5 separate regions of the Mus musculus genome follow, and regions 2, 3, 4 and 5 are each linked to region 1. The links are chromatin contacts, called in public promoter capture Hi-C maps. All regions are on one chromosome and are shown on one strand. The core of a region is the stretch at or near the end of the contact, and the rest is flanking DNA. Distances in the headings are between cores, read along the strand shown.

Region 1 (2,866 bases), core at 104-2,603:
CAATATGGTGAGTCCTTTAACAGATAAAGAGTACTTCAGTAACTTGGGGACATTAACTATGGGAAGCAGGTTGTCCCTCCAGCCCGGACCCCGGGAAGAGATCTTTTGGAACAGGGAAGCCCTGCCTTCAACGCAGGTTCACCTTTCCTGGGAGGTGGCATGCCCATGACCCAAGAGTGGCTGGTAAGAAGGACCTCTTCGGCTTCAGGACCAGTGCCTGGATTTCGATGCCCCAGAGGCCCCCACCCTGCCAAGCTCTCACGTGCATGCAGGCTATCCACTTCTTTTCTTCTCCCCTCCCTCTTTGCTCTTTCTCTCTTTATCTTCTCCCTTCTCCCCAGTCTAATCCTCAACATGGAAGGCAGAGGACCTCAACCCTGCCACGCCTCAGTTTCCCCAACTGTCTGCGCCCATAACAATACACAATAGCTTTTATCTCGGGGTTGCTATGAGCTTTGGATAAGGAACGACTTGTGCAAGGGCGGGGCTCGGACCTGCACACAATGGGCACTCAATAAGTGCGGGCTTCTCTCTACTATCTTTCGCGCGCCCTCTCCTAAACAGTTCACTCTCTGCCCGTGTCCCCTCCACGCCCTCCGCTGACCCGGGCCCTGCCTCTAAGGCTCCCGGGACTGCTCCCGCCGCGCATCCGGGGCTCTCACCTGCAACCTCCGCTCGCTGGAGACTGTGGCAGGAGAAGCCCCTGTGTTCCCCTGGGAGCAAGCACCCCAAGATCCTTAACCTAGGGCGGAGAAAGGTGGCAGCTTCGACTCGCCCAGGGGTTCGGTCCGACTGTTCTGCCTGCTTGGGACCCCTCACGGTGCGCTGGACCCGGGCGGTGCCAGTACAGTTTCAAGTCCGGAGCAGTTCGGTCCAAGGCAGCTGAAGATTTGGTTCTCCAGGAGCTGGAGGCCGGTGGGCGTCCCGGCTCCTCTACACTCAAGTCCCAGAGCTGGGGCCACCTTGCGCCGACCAGGGGGCGGAGGACACTCCAGCAGAGATGGGTCAGTATGATGGGGCCGAGAACGTCCCGTCTCGGAACTCCGGATCAAGGCCGGGGCTCGAACGTCCCAGCAGCTCCAGACCACGGGGCTAGGAAAGTCCAGGCGCGGAATGCGGGGCTCGGACAAGCAGGGCAGGGCAGGGCAGGGCAGGCGGAGCGCCAGCGGCCGGAGCAAGGCGAAGAAGTCTGCCCAGGTCCCGACGCCGCTCACTCTGCAAATCTGGGCGGACCTGTGCCGGCAGCGGACTCCAGAGCTCCGGGCCGCCGCTCCACTTCCTCCTCTTACCGGCTCCCCGCTCACCGCTTGCTCAGCCTCGCGCCGCAGCCTCTGCTACTGCCGCTGTCACCCTAGCCGCCCACCCCCACCCGAGCTGCAAACCGAGCCGAGCCGAGCCGAGCCGAGCCGAGCCCTGCCGAGACAGCTCCGGAGCGCCTGCGAGCTTGGCCCCTCCCCTAAAGGGTGGGACCAACAGAAACCCCGCCCCTGGCCGGGCCGGGAGCAAAGGCGGGGCGTGAGAGACACTGCTAGGCCGGTCCCCGGCGCAGTTGGGCAGCAAGAGCCAATGGGAGAGTGGAAGAGGGGTGGAACTCTGCTGAGCGTGGTCTGGTGCCGCTGGAGAAGGACAATGAAAGCTGCGCGTAGCAAGCGAGCCAGCCGCCTGGAGATCAAGATGGTGGGCTCGGGGGCCTGGGTTGACTGTGACTGAGCACGAGGCCAGCAGTGGGAAAGGGCGAAGCATGGAGGAGGCGAGGTTAGGACTGGGATGTCCCTGGATGGCGGAACCTGGGGCGTAGCGTGATACAGCCAGCCTCTTGCTCCTCCCCGCTGCTAGGGCTCCTTGCACTGAGTAGCATTTGGGAGCAGTGCAAGGCTCTGATTTTAGGAAGCGATGCAAAAAAGTTTGTAAAAATAAAAAGCAGATCTGTTTCCCACACTTCCCCTTTCCCAGAGTTCTGCGGCTCAGGGAGGAACGTCGTTATCAGTTTCAAAAATATGAGCGGAGGTGTGTGAGGACAGCTCACTTCGAATCGTGACTTCTGTCGGCTGTGCACCTTCCCCACCCCTCCCTGTCTTTGAAGTATCCAGCGTCCTGTGTGAGGCACCGAACAGGAGTGAAGGGTTTGATATATGAATGAGTGTTGCGAGTGCGCGTGGGCAGGGCTTAAGTCACTAATTGGCTTGGGGAGCCCTAGGATGAGGCAGCCCAGCCCAGGTTCATCTGCAAGCCTCAAATCAATTTTCTGCGTGAAACCCCTTTGTCACTGCTGTGGACCAAGACTGTAGGGGGCGCATGGTGTTTTCCAGATTGCTGTTGCTGGTATAGGATTCTATCCACCAACTCTGTGACATTCCTGGACTAGACTGGCTCTGGAAGATGGCTTTAGCCTCCTAAGGCGATGCCAAGGTCATCCTTGACTACACAGTGAATGGAAGCCAGTGTGAGCCTGTCTCACAAGACATAATAATACCACCTTAAAGAAACTCAAGACACTGCAACTTGACAGTCGAATGAGTGAGGAACCACATGGGCTTAGAAGACCAAAGGAATGGCTTTCCTGACAGAAACAACAGCACTTACAAAGGACACCTCCAGAGATCTCTGCCTCGTATTGGTTAGCAGAGGCTTCCCTGAGCAGGTTACAGGCAAACTGAGGTCAAAAAAAGCTAGCAAGGTTAGTAGGAGTTGACCGTGCTCCTGAGAAATCCTGGCAGCAGTAGAGCAAAAGTCAAAGTGGGAGATTCCAGCGAGGCAGGTAGAAGGGAGTTCAGACTTATCCAAAGGACCAAAGATCTCTTAAGATCCTCCTGAGCCCACAGCCCAGCTGGATGCTGATGAGATCAAACTAGGAGGAGCTTGGAGT
Region 2 (2,866 bases), core at 216-2,715, 1.9 Mb before region 1:
CTAAGACCCTGCCTCCTCTAGTGCACCCCCAGGGTGGCTCAGGGCAAGACAGCAGTCAGGAGCTGCCAGCCACAGTCCTAAAGGCCTGCTGCAGGCTCAGAGCCTGATAGAGCCACTGGGCAGGGACAGAGAGGACTAGAGGAATTGAGAAGGAAGGAATCTCATCCTCTGCACCCAAGAGTGCAGAAAGTAGAGCAGAAGACCCATCGCGGGCTAGAGAACCCCGGGTGAAGGAGGAAGTGGGCCGTTCACCTACCTAGTGGGTCAAACTAAGGGTCCAAGCAGAAGCTACTCTGAAAGACAGACCTTTGAGAGACACTATTCCCCTAAGTGTACCTGGCCATCACCCATCTCCCAAACACACAGGCATGCCTAGGTTAGAACCCGGGTCATATGGCCCATGTGTGTCCTCTGGTTTATATTAGGAGACTCTGAGCTCACATGCACCCCTCTATGGGTCCCTGGTCTGAGTATGGGCGAGGAGATTCCTGTGAGAGACAGTTCGGGAGGAGTGGAGGCTGCAGGTACCACAGGGCAATCCTACCTTGATCTTGTGCAGAGTTCGATCCATCTCCACAGCCTGCACCCACACAGACACGCCGGCCTTGCTGTAGGTCAGGTTCCAGCCCACCTCGGCCTCACACTCTGACCGGAAACTGCGGAAGTCCTGGTCATCGGGCACCTGGACACTTTCACGGCCCAAGGCGGGCCGAGACCCTTGGGGTTCTGTTGAGGCAGCTGGCTTTTCCATAGGGAGCGTGGGGAGGCCCGGGGCCCTGGTCCTAGTCCGACTCTCCTGGGTCCTCCGCGGAGGCTCAGACAACGTCGACGCGGCTGCAGATGCTGACGCCACCTTCCTGGGACCTGCAAGACCGGTTTGGGGACCAGAGTCAGTGCGCTGGGGGCGCGGGTGGGGCTAGCCGGGGTCCCGGACCAGCGGACAGCTTGAAAAGGGCAGGTACTGGCCCCAGGCGGTTGTGCACCGGCACAGGACAGTCACTTGGGCCACCCTCCCACAAGGAGCGACCTCATACTTCCCTGGAGCGGCAGTAGGATTGCTGCGTAGCGGGTGCAGGAGCCCGCGAGAGCCGGGCGGGACTCTGGGGGATCGCAAGTGCGGGTCTGGCACGGAGTCCTCGCGCGGTGCTGGCCGGACTCGCACAACTAACTCAGCAGCAAGCCGCGCGGGGCCGTGGTGGGGGCGGGTGTGGTGGCGGAGTCTCACCTGTGCGGGCTTCTCTGCCGGGGCCCGCCGGGGCCGGTGTGCGAGCTCTTCCGCCGCCGCCGCTGCCTCCGCTGCCCGGGCGACCGGGGGCCGCGCGGGGACCCTGGGGGGAGGAGCAGTGGGTCCCGCCGCCGGCCCCGCCCCGCTCCGCGCCCCCCGCCCCGCGCGCCCCCTCCGCCCTCCTCCCTCCCGCTAGGCTCGGGGCTCCCGGGCTCCGCTCGCCTCGCTCGGTATTTTCCAGGCTGCGGAGGTAAGAACTGCGGGAGCACCGAGCCCCGCCCCGCCCCGCCCCGCCGGGTCCTAGCGCCCGCCCCCGTAAGCCCCGGGGAAGGGGCAAAGTCCGGGGAGAGATGTAGACTATCAGAGGACCGGGGACCTGTGAGCAGGAACCACATAGCGAAGTAACAAAGTAGCCTGGGCTCTCAGAGTAAGGTTGAGGTGCCAAGAGAGATTCTGGAAGTTAACTGAGAGCCTCTTCTCTACTCTTCGCTCCCACCCTTGCAGGTACACGCTTCTGCAACAGCTTATTCACACACACAACACTTCAGAGATTCAAGGGTGGGCACACACCCTCATGACAATTGAAAGACTAACTAGCAGGAATAGGGATGACAGCCCCTCAGTAACTAAATTAGAAATGGCGACAGCCTGCAAGCCCCAAGAACCAAGAGCATAACAAGCCTCCTCCACACACCCAACTCAATTTTCCAGTAGGGTGTGCAAACCCAGCCGGAAGTTGATCCGACTTTAAAGGCTCAAGGTTCAAAGGCTGGCCAGAATTTGGCAAAATTTCCACTTCAGCCTCACTCTGGCCAGAGAGAGGTCCTGAGCCAGCAACCTCTTACATCCCTATTTGGCAGCTTCCAAACCCACCCCTCTTTAGCTCTCAGCCATTTACCCACACCTCCCCTAGGCGAAGACCAGTTCTCAAAAGCACAGGGCTGCAGAACACTGGAGCACAGGCCCCCTCCACCCCTCTGTAGAATAGAGTGGACCAGAGCTCTACTCTGTAGCCTGATGTAAATTCTGTCCACTAACTCTTCTGCCTACTCTTCCATTCTGGGAGCCCTGTCCCATCTACCCAGTGAAAGCTAGGGCCAGGCCAGTATGAGCATGGCAGTCTTGTCACTGTCTGGGCCAGAGACGAGCAGGGAAAGCCTTTGGTGTGCTCCTCTGGATATTAGGAGCAATAAGTGACTACCACTGACCTAGTAGTACCAGAGTCTGCTAATGGCTATTCCCACCAGTGCCAGAGTACCAAGCCTCTGCCACCCAGGCTCCTTCTGTGCCCTCTGCATTCTCCCCCTGGTCCCTCAGAAGTCACCTCTTATCTCCACCATGTAGATTTCTTTTCTTACAGGTGTTAAAAGAAAACCGCAGACTCAGCACTGTAGGTTCACAAATAGATGTGCTTTTTTTTTTTTTTCCCTGAAGTGCTCAGGGCTCTGAGATCTTTGTAAATCATGCCCACTTTTAAAATAAGCAGGAAACTGGATGTGGTAGCACAGACCTATAATCCCAGCTACTCAGGAGACTGGGGAGGAAGACCCAAAGTTTAAGGCTTTCCCTGGGCTGCATATTCCGTTCAAAACCAGCACAGGCAACAAAGTAAGACTTTGCCCCCCCACCCCAAAATGTTTT
Region 3 (2,866 bases), core at 123-2,622, 1.9 Mb after region 1:
ACACATGGTACACAGAAATCACTCAAGTATTTGAAAATACTTTAATTTTTTCCTGTTGAATTAATGAATGAATGGAAGGTTTAAGAGTCATTTTCCATCAGGCATGGTGATGCAAGCCTTTAATCCCTGCACTTGGGAAGAAAAGGCAGGCTGATTCCTTCCTGTTCATGATCAGCCTGCTCTACATAGTGAGACCCTGTCTCAAAGAAAAAAAAAATTTTTTTTTTTCCTTAATGAGACCACTCTGCCTAAATATCTAAGACTGCTGGGGATCCACTGGCATAAACCCCCGGGCCTGGTCAAAATGCAGATCTTGCCTCACACCACCAACCTATTGAACATAATCTGCATCATAACAAACTCCCTAAAAGAGCGAGATCTGTAACAGCTCGGTGGTAGACCACATGCCTCAGCATGCATAAGGCCCTACACTCAATCTCCCCTACTACAAAAAAGATAAAAAATTTAAGTATTCCTCAAGACGCGTATATTTTGTATGTATCTGTGTACATATGGAAATTTAAGAAGCAGAATACATCGCTTCTACAGAGACACTGTGGAGCACACTGACAGTTCTGACAGGGGCTCTCTTGGTCCACCTATGTTTAAAAGAGAGAGGATGATAGGTTTGCCGTCCTGTGACTCTTGCCTGCTTGGTCTGAGCCTTGAATTCTACAGACCTTTAGTCAGCTTGGGGTTTTGCATACAGCTCAACTTGTCTCTGAAAGTTAGAGGTACACGAGTTAAGAGGAGTTCTGCCACCAACTGAGGACAGGAGAATGCAAATATAACCGATCTGGCACAACCGAGCTGTGAGACATTAAAATAAGATACCTGACAGTTTTTAAAACTATACAGCACGTTGTCCCAATGATTTTGTTTTGTCTTTATCAAGTGAGCTGGGAGTGTGACTTTGGGATAGAGTGATAAGTTAGCATGCTTAAGACCCCGAATTCTAGTCCCAGAACTTTAAATACAACAACAACAACAAACCCCAAAGTCAGAGTACACATGAGAACAGCGGCCTCGACCTAACACGCCCCCTGCCTGACGCGCAGCCTAGGAACCTAAACCTAAGCCGGCTACACACAAGCTTAGGCGCTGATCTGGAGAACAGCCTGGGTGCGGACAACCCTCCCGCGCAGACTGGTCCATGGCTTTTTCTGCCAGCGCTTACCTGAACCACTTTAGTGAACTCCTCATACACCCGCTTTTTCAGGTGCGCCGCCATGGCTGCACCGGACCTTCTCGGCTTCTGTACTTGCTGAGAACGTGGAGAGAAACCTTTCTACAGCACCGATTTCGCTGCAATCCCACAAAGCAGTGGGGTTGCTGGATAGAGAGGCCTCTTCCTGAAGCTCCACTGCCCAGTGAGTCGATTGGCTGCCGCTACTGCTGGGAGACGGAAATTAGAGTGCATCCTGGAAGATGGGTGGAGTAAAAGGCGGGGCTGGTGGGAGCTGGAGGCAAAACCCGGAGCTGTATCCTGGAGGTGCCCTGCTAGAATCTTAGGGTGAGTGTTGCCATAGTTCCAGCTCCTCCCCGAAGTTCGTTTTACTTTGTTACAGTAATTTAGAAGTTATCCATCAATAAGAAAGAAGAAGAAGAAAAACGGAAAGATAAAGAAAAGAAAGCCAAGAATCTTCCTGTTGAATCAATGAAAGGTTTAAGATCATTTTTCTGAATGGTACTACTCTGCAAGTCTGAAGATTTAAGAATGCTGGTGGTCCACCCGGAGCCAAGTCTCTATCAGGACTGTCAGTGTGTTCCACGAATCTCTGGTGAAGAGACTAATGCTTCCTCTGACAGCTGGGAAACAGTGAAAAAGAATCTTGAGACTGAGGATGAAGCCACGTGTTGTGGTGTCAAAAACCAGGAGCCAACACTGAGATATAGAAAGGCAAAAATGTTACCATTACAGACACACCCACACACACACACCCACAGTAGAAGGATGAGGTGTCCTCAAAGTCTTACAAAGGTTCTTTATGACTTTGGCAAGCAAGCAAAGCTTAATAAAAAGGGAACTTTATTATGATTAGCATTTAGCATAAACTCAATTACAGGTTTTTAACTTCATTGTAGTTGGTAGGTTTCAGAAAACCTTGTTTTTCAAGTTAAGTCTGCTTCTCAGAAGGTCTTTGTAGTCTTTCTTTGGAAAACAGTCTACATAATAGAAAGATAAATCTCATTTTGCCTAAAAAATGCAAGTACAAATATCAAGACCCTGGAAATAAGTCTAGAACATGAACAATGAGTAGAATAGAGTTCCTGTTATTATTTAACCCTTGTTAAGATCAATAATGAAGGAAGGAATAAGAATGGAATTGCTGTTATTATTTAACCCATATTAAAGTGAATAGTGAAGGCAGAAATAGGGGAGTCAGATTCTAACACAACACTCCTTTAAGACTCTGGTACTTGAACAAGTGACCTCCACGACAAGCATACTGATAATCCCTACCTAACAAAAACATGCTTACAGTGTAATGAAACAATACAGAAACAAGAACACCCTGCATCTGAGATATGTGGTGCTCTTGAGTTTTACAACTCACCTGTTCTTTACTTTTTTAACCAAAACATGGGACATTTAGAGGAGGGAACAGGAAGTTGGTAGGTACAGAGGACCCAAAAACACATAGATTATCTTTATCCTATACTATACGTAGGAAGACTGTGTTACAGCTCAGATGGAAAGGTGTCCTGGCAGTTAGGAGTCAAGGAATACCACAAAGTCACATTGCACAACAAACCTCACACGAGATTTGTTGGCAGGGAAAATCCCAGAAGGCTGACTGCCAATGCTTGAAAAAAAAAAAACAGCAGAGGACTGAGGAGAAACAGGGTTTATATAGGATTCCTG
Region 4 (2,866 bases), core at 252-2,751, 1.3 Mb after region 1:
TTGAAGGGGCGAGGGTTGTATGAACTAAGACCAGTTCTGCAGTGGTTCAGATGTGGTGCCCTTAAGAGGCTCAGGTGCCAGAAACCAGTGCCCCTTCTGGATAGGGCAGAAAACAGGCAGAACCTGGAGAGGTACGGTGGAGCATGAGGTGGTAAGGACACACACCATCTCAGGTGGTTTGTTTTGGGGAAAACAAGCATGGATTTCTAGGTTTCTCCGATCGGGTGACCTGCTTAGCCGAGTTTGGGTGCTGAGGAAATGTCTCCGTTATGGTTCTGAGACCACTTTCTCACCCACCCACTGCCTTCCCAGCATGCACCTCAGCCTCAACGAAGCACACCTGCCCCAGTTGCCGCCTTGTCGATTGGGCTCTGGATGCTCCAACCTGTGTCTCTCCCACTCTGTGTAGGCTCATGCTACTCACCTGACTCATAAGTATCAGTTTCGTAGGTGAAGGCTGCGTTGGGTGCAAGTCAACCTTGGACCCTGGTCTCACTGTGGCACCCTGGTATGAGGAAGTTGACCGGCTTTTCCTTAGTCTTGTAGCAGTTGGCTGTGCCCAGCAGGTGGCACCATTGCACCATTGATTCTCCCCACTCCATACCACTATAGATTCCACCCCACCCTATTCCCCTCCCCACCTTAACCCACCCACCCCCACCGAAAAGCAGCTTTCCTGAGTAGATGTCCCAGCTGGCAAGTGTGGGCAGAAGAAGGGGCCAGGTCTCAGGAGGAGGAGGAGGAGGAGGAGGAGGAGGAAGAGGAAGAGGAGTCCTTCAGCCTCCTTCCTCATCTACCATGATGAGTATTTGTGTCCTGTTCATTCCCACCCACTCCCTTTTTTAAATCACACATTTAAATCACACACACACACACACACACACACACACACACACACACACACACACACCGGGTAAGTCTGTCCTGCGTGAGGTGGCTCCTACTCAGGTGGCTTTGCAAACTGTCTGGATAACAGCACACTCAAGACTCCTAGGACAGGCTGTGGGGGCCAGTTGTAGAGCCTGGGGGTGGGGTGCATCTTGGGGAGTCCTGGTTTGGATGTTGTGTCCAGCCAAGGCTCCAGGTATTGCCAAGCCTGCTCATTTATATGGTCTCTAGTAGTGCCCTGACGAGGGAAGCTGGGTGAGCAGGGGAGGCTACTGGGAACTGAGACCCAGCAAAATCATGAGGAAGATGGGACGTGATCAGGTGTCCTAACCATGCAGAGATGGCAGGTAGTAACACATGTGACAAGAGACCCTGAGGTCCTGATGGTTGGCCCCAGGCCCGAGGTTCCCACTGGCCAGCAGTGCCCCCTGGAGCTTCTATGCCTTGCATCCCTGCTGGTTAGCTTTACACAGCACCTTGGGCAACCTCTAGACGTTAGTCAGCAGCCCCAGCACAGCCCGCCCCTCATGCTGATGTCACCACATCCAGACCTTCGAGGCCCCCAGGGCTCCGCCTCCTGGGAGAAGGCTTTGGAGGGAGAGGGCGGGTGGCAGTGCAGGCTGGACAGCTGCCCTGAACAGAAAGAAAGAGTGACCCAGGGAGACAAGAAACAGAGTAGCCCAAGGGAAGCCCACAGCAGCAGCAGATCAAGGCTCAAGCTGGAGCTGAAAATTTGCAGGCTCCAGCCTCAGCTTCCAGAGTCCTCCTGACCTGTGACCCCTGGCTCCTGGCTGGGAGGTGGTGACTCGGAGGGTGTGGATAAAACCCAGGTAAGGATGGGCTGCCCTGGCTGGAACTTTTGGACTGGGGAGGAGTTACAGGCTGGGGCCTCCTCTGGAGCCTCTGCCCTTAGGTTCCTGGGACTGGACTCCCCTGAACCTACAGGGGCCTTGCCACCATAGGCATGGAAAGAAAATGCCCCGAGCCGTGCACATGGAGGCTTATGCCCTAGATGAGGGAATAGCTGAAGAGCACAGGGCCTGTGGAGTTGTTTCCGGGTTGGAGCTGGGTCAGGGGTATCCAGAGGCAGGGGTGAAAGATGGGAGTGGAGGCTGGGGGGGCAAGTGTGGATGCCTCTCTCTGCTTGGTCTTTTGGTCATCTCCCTGATAATCTATCTCTCCTTGCACACGTTGTTTCTTCTTTGTGTGCCTTACATTCTCTATCCGTGACCCAAGAACATGAAGGTTACCATCTGGGGTTGCCCAGGGGTCAAGGTAAAATCAGTTGTGGGTCTAGGGAAAAAAACAAAACAAAACAAAAAACTATGGTTCTTTGTTCTCAATTTGAAAAGCAACAGTCTTACACACTAGTCTAGTCTGGGATGGAGAGGTAGAGCCTCATGCATGGGGTAGAAGAGACCTGAGCTTTTCCATGGGTCTTCAGCTCTACCCTCCAAGTCTACAGTCCCAGTCTGTCCTGCAGCCTTGTACCAGCATGAGTGAGGCAGGGGCCAGGCAGCCTCTTCAGACGCCAGCTCTCATAACTACTGCTGCTGCCTTTGGGATTATCCCCCTGCCAGGACCCCAGCGTGGTGTAGGTCTCCCGAAGGACCATATGCCCATAGAGACCCAGGGCGTGGGGTCAGGGCTCAGGTGTCAGGCAGTGTCGTGGGCAGAGGATCAGATGTCCCAGTGCCTCTGAATGGACCCTTGTGAAAACTTAATGCTCACTCGAGGGGCAGGCCAGGCAGGGATGGAGGGGCCTCACACCAAGACCTATGGGCTGGGGCTGCTTCTGGTGACCACACTCGAGGCAGCAAATCCATCTCGAGCCTATTCCTGGGTCCAGCTCTGTGCTGGATGAGGTAAGAGATGAGGGCCACGAACAGGTGTTAGATCATTCTGCCATGTGTCCTAAAACTCCTAAAGCAGTCCTGAACCAGGAGCAGAGTCCAAATCTTACTTAGTGCCAAGTCTT
Region 5 (2,866 bases), core at 178-2,677, 1.2 Mb after region 1:
AAACCAACACATAGTACCCTCTCCTGGCTCCATACTCAGAGCTATAGAAGAGAGTCAGAGCATTCTCTGGATACCATGGCTTTGTGGGCTGAAGAACACACTTTCCCAGACATGACCCCTGCTCTATCTCGGAAGATTTGAGAGGTGCCCTGACAGAGGTAATGCTACTTGCTACCTTGCTTGAGGACTTTGACTGAACCTTTTTGACATTTTTTGTCTCCACAATCACCATGTGCTTCTCCTAGAAAGCCCATTTTACAGACAAGGAAACTGAGACCATTAAAGGATATAGAACTTTCTCGGTAACTGGTGGAGTGAGCCCTTGATCCAGATCTGCTTTGTGGACCAAGGGCTTCTGGACAGAGACACGCTGAGGCTGTGTGGAGGCAATAGAAGAGCTTTTCTGTGGGGATGGAAAGAATGTAAAAACCCTAGGCCGGCGGCCATAGGCCAGGACTAGGGTAAATGGAGAGCGGAACCTAGTAGTCTTGGAACATTGTGCGTGGGTGGTGGTGGGTAGGGGGAACAGCAACATGGTTGGAAACTATTTGGTCAGTCAGGTAACCAGATGGAGCTACACTTAGGTGGCCAGGGACAGGGGTGAGGTAGAGGGCCGGATGACTGAGGTTGAGGTAATCATTAACAGAGACCAGGAAACTAGAGGGATGAGTGGGCCTGAGTTTCTGACCTGTGAGCGACTAGTATGACCAGGTCAGACAAGCTTTGTCTCTGTGGCCTTAGAGTGACCCAGCCTACTGTTGGCCAGCCCTGGTCATCTATAAATCTCCCTGGGATTCCCCCAAACCGCCTGGCCTGAGGAGATTGCAGTTTCCACTTCACAGAGTAAGAAACCAAGGCTTGGTGTATTCCAGGGCATTCTGAAGGCAGTCAGAGAGGGTCAAAAATCTGGGCCCTGCTGCTTTAGTCTACACTCAGAGCAGATAAATGCCCAGGACAGGACAGGTCTGGACAGGATAGGGCCAGCTTCCCTTAACTGACTGGGGCCCTCTGGACACCTCACCAGGGCCTACATTCCTCTTCTCCAGCTAAAATCTTGGGAATGGGTGTTTGGATACAAATGGAAAGGGAGTGGTTCTCATCTCATTGGGTCTTCCCATTCTCAGCTGCCCTGCCTTGGCCCTGTCTGAGCCCGGCTAAGATGCATACCCCAAGTCGGCCAACATTCTCTGCCAGCACTTAGTGGGGCACGCAGGTCCTCCAAGGCCAATGGCGAGGTAGGCAGCCAACGTCCCGGGATGCTCTCCTATCGCGGACAGCACTGGAGTGGGGTTTGAAGGAGTGTTGGGTCAGGGCCACCCTTTCAGTTTCGAGCCAGCACTATCGGGCGGCCTCAGGGAGGGGGGTGGGGGGGGGGAGGCACAGCCTCTCTAGTTCGCATGCGCAACAACCTCCCTTTCCCCGCCCCGCCCCACCCCGGGAGACCACGCCTCTGGCCTCCAATGGGAGGAGGCTGAGAGGAGGGGCGGGACAGACTGAAGCCCGGGGGTCCAAGTTCCAACCCCCGCCTGCGGGCTGCCGGGGTATCATCTCCCCGCAGAGTCCCAGGCTGTGGCGCGGGCTGGTCTAGCCTCCGCTCCAGTGCCCGCACTGTGCTCTGCATCCCGGGAGTCCAGCTCCAGCTGCGGCGACGCGGCAGGTAGGAGGCGCTGCGCGGAGGGAGGCGTGTGCGAGCGCACATTAGTGTGCGTTTGGGTGTGTGTGCAGGTGCAGCGCGGGCCAGTGCGTGCCTTGGGAGCACGAATCCGAGCAGGGGTTGTACATCCCGCGGATTCAGGGCTGGGAGTTGAGCGCTGGCCTGCAGGCCTAGGAGGCGGAGCCCCACCCCCACCCCACCCCCCAAAGATATGCCCGGGGCCCCTGAGCTCATCCCTACCTCCACCCGCAGCCCTGGGTGAGAAATCAACCTCACCTCCACCTGGGTGTTCTGAGGCCGCGTTCCCAGTGCAGAAGTGCTGGGGTGTGCTTATCACTGGTGGGCTAGACTCTAATCTTCCTTACAGGTCCCCTTTCCTGTCCTCACGCCTGTGCTCCTCAACCCATTAAACCTTCTAACCTTTCTAGATGTCCACATCCCATGGTTTGGAGTAGGCATGAGACCATGAGACCAAAGATCCCAGGTAGATGACCCTTCACCCCTTCTTGGCCACAATCCCCTAGTTGAATGGGGGTGGGGGGGGGGGCTCTTCCTTACCTTCAGGGCTGGGTGTGTGGCACTGGGAGCAAGGCGGGTCTGGCAGAAACTGGCTTTTTTCGGAGACAATTCAGGATTGATCCTATCTCCAGCTGTCAGGATTGGGGGTGGGGAGTGTAGGAAAGGTCCCCCTAAGGGGGCCCAGGGGTGGAGTGGGGCTGAAGAGCAATAACAGGTGCTCATTTGCCCTGGCAGTCTTTCCTGTGGTGAGAGTCAGCCCCAGACTTCACACAGATGAGCCCCAGCAGCAGAAGGGAAGGCAGCCTCTCTCTAAGGTGACCCAGCCAGAACTGGCACCCAGGATCCCAAGACACAAGCCTTGATCTCCTCTGTGCCAGAGGGTGGAACACTCAGCCAATGCCCAGGGCAGCTAAGTGTTCAGGGAGATCTTCCTGGGAAGCTCTGCTGTGCAAGGGAGGTTGAGGCCTCCCTGGATCCTTGCTGGTCCTTGCTGCAGGCTTAGTGTTTTGGGTGGAGGTGAAGAAGACCAGGGGGGGTCGGGTGTGGTGGGCCCAGCTGCTGCTACTGCCCTAGGCTGGGTCAGAGCTGAAGCCTGGGTGGAGCCTAACCTAAGAGGCTTCTCTTCCCACTGAGAGGATGGAGGGCCAACAGATGAGCTCCTGACTGGCGTGGTGAGAAGGCAGAGTCAAGCAC

Evidence for each region. Promoter capture Hi-C pulls out the DNA fragments that hold promoters and counts their contacts.
Region 2: a contact with region 1 is called in a promoter capture Hi-C map of liver, with 2.3 times the contacts expected there. The contact joins the promoter of Stard10 here to the promoter of Gdpd5 in region 1. A contact is called at or near these places in 1 of 39 promoter capture datasets (liver) and 1 of 115 datasets of contacts at active chromatin or transcription factors (pancreatic cancer cells).
Region 3: a contact with region 1 is called in a promoter capture Hi-C map of pre-B cells, with 4 times the contacts expected there. The contact joins the promoter of Ints4 here to the promoter of Gdpd5 in region 1. A contact is called at or near these places in 1 of 39 promoter capture datasets (pre-B cells) and 3 of 484 Hi-C or Micro-C datasets (CD4 T cells, CD8 T cells and memory CD8 T cells).
Region 4: a promoter capture Hi-C map of liver shows a contact between it and region 1, with 2.8 times the contacts expected there. The contact joins the promoter of Myo7a here to the promoter of Gdpd5 in region 1. A contact is called at or near these places in 2 of 39 promoter capture datasets (both in liver).
Region 5: a promoter capture Hi-C map of pre-B cells shows a contact between it and region 1, with 2.6 times the contacts expected there. The contact joins the promoter of Capn5 here to the promoter of Gdpd5 in region 1. A contact is called at or near these places in 2 of 39 promoter capture datasets (liver and pre-B cells).

What each region holds. Positions count from the first base shown.
Region 1 is chr7:99,380,005-99,382,870 of GRCm38.p6, reverse strand. It overlaps Gdpd5 (glycerophosphodiester phosphodiesterase domain containing 5), which reads right to left and starts at 1,353. Exons shown (of 18, transcript NM_201352.3): 1 at 663-1,353.
Region 2 is chr7:101,319,712-101,322,577 of GRCm38.p6, reverse strand. Stard10 (START domain containing 10) reads right to left here and starts at 1,465. Exons shown (of 7, transcript NM_019990.5): 1 at 1,226-1,465; 2 at 545-864. The coding sequence starts at 751.
Region 3 is chr7:97,479,462-97,482,327 of GRCm38.p6, reverse strand. It overlaps Ints4 (integrator complex subunit 4), which reads right to left and starts at 1,372. Exons shown (of 23, transcript NM_027256.2): 1 at 1,178-1,372. The coding sequence starts at 1,231.
Region 4 is chr7:98,118,128-98,120,993 of GRCm38.p6, reverse strand. It overlaps Myo7a (myosin VIIA), which reads left to right and starts at 1,501. Exons shown (of 49, transcript NM_008663.2): 1 at 1,501-1,718.
Region 5 is chr7:98,176,835-98,179,700 of GRCm38.p6, reverse strand. Capn5 (calpain 5) reads left to right here and starts at 1,427. Exons shown (of 13, transcript NM_007602.4): 1 at 1,427-1,657. Gm16938 (predicted gene, 16938) reads right to left here and starts at 2,507. Exons shown (of 3, transcript NR_045972.1): 1 at 2,213-2,507; 2 at 291-376.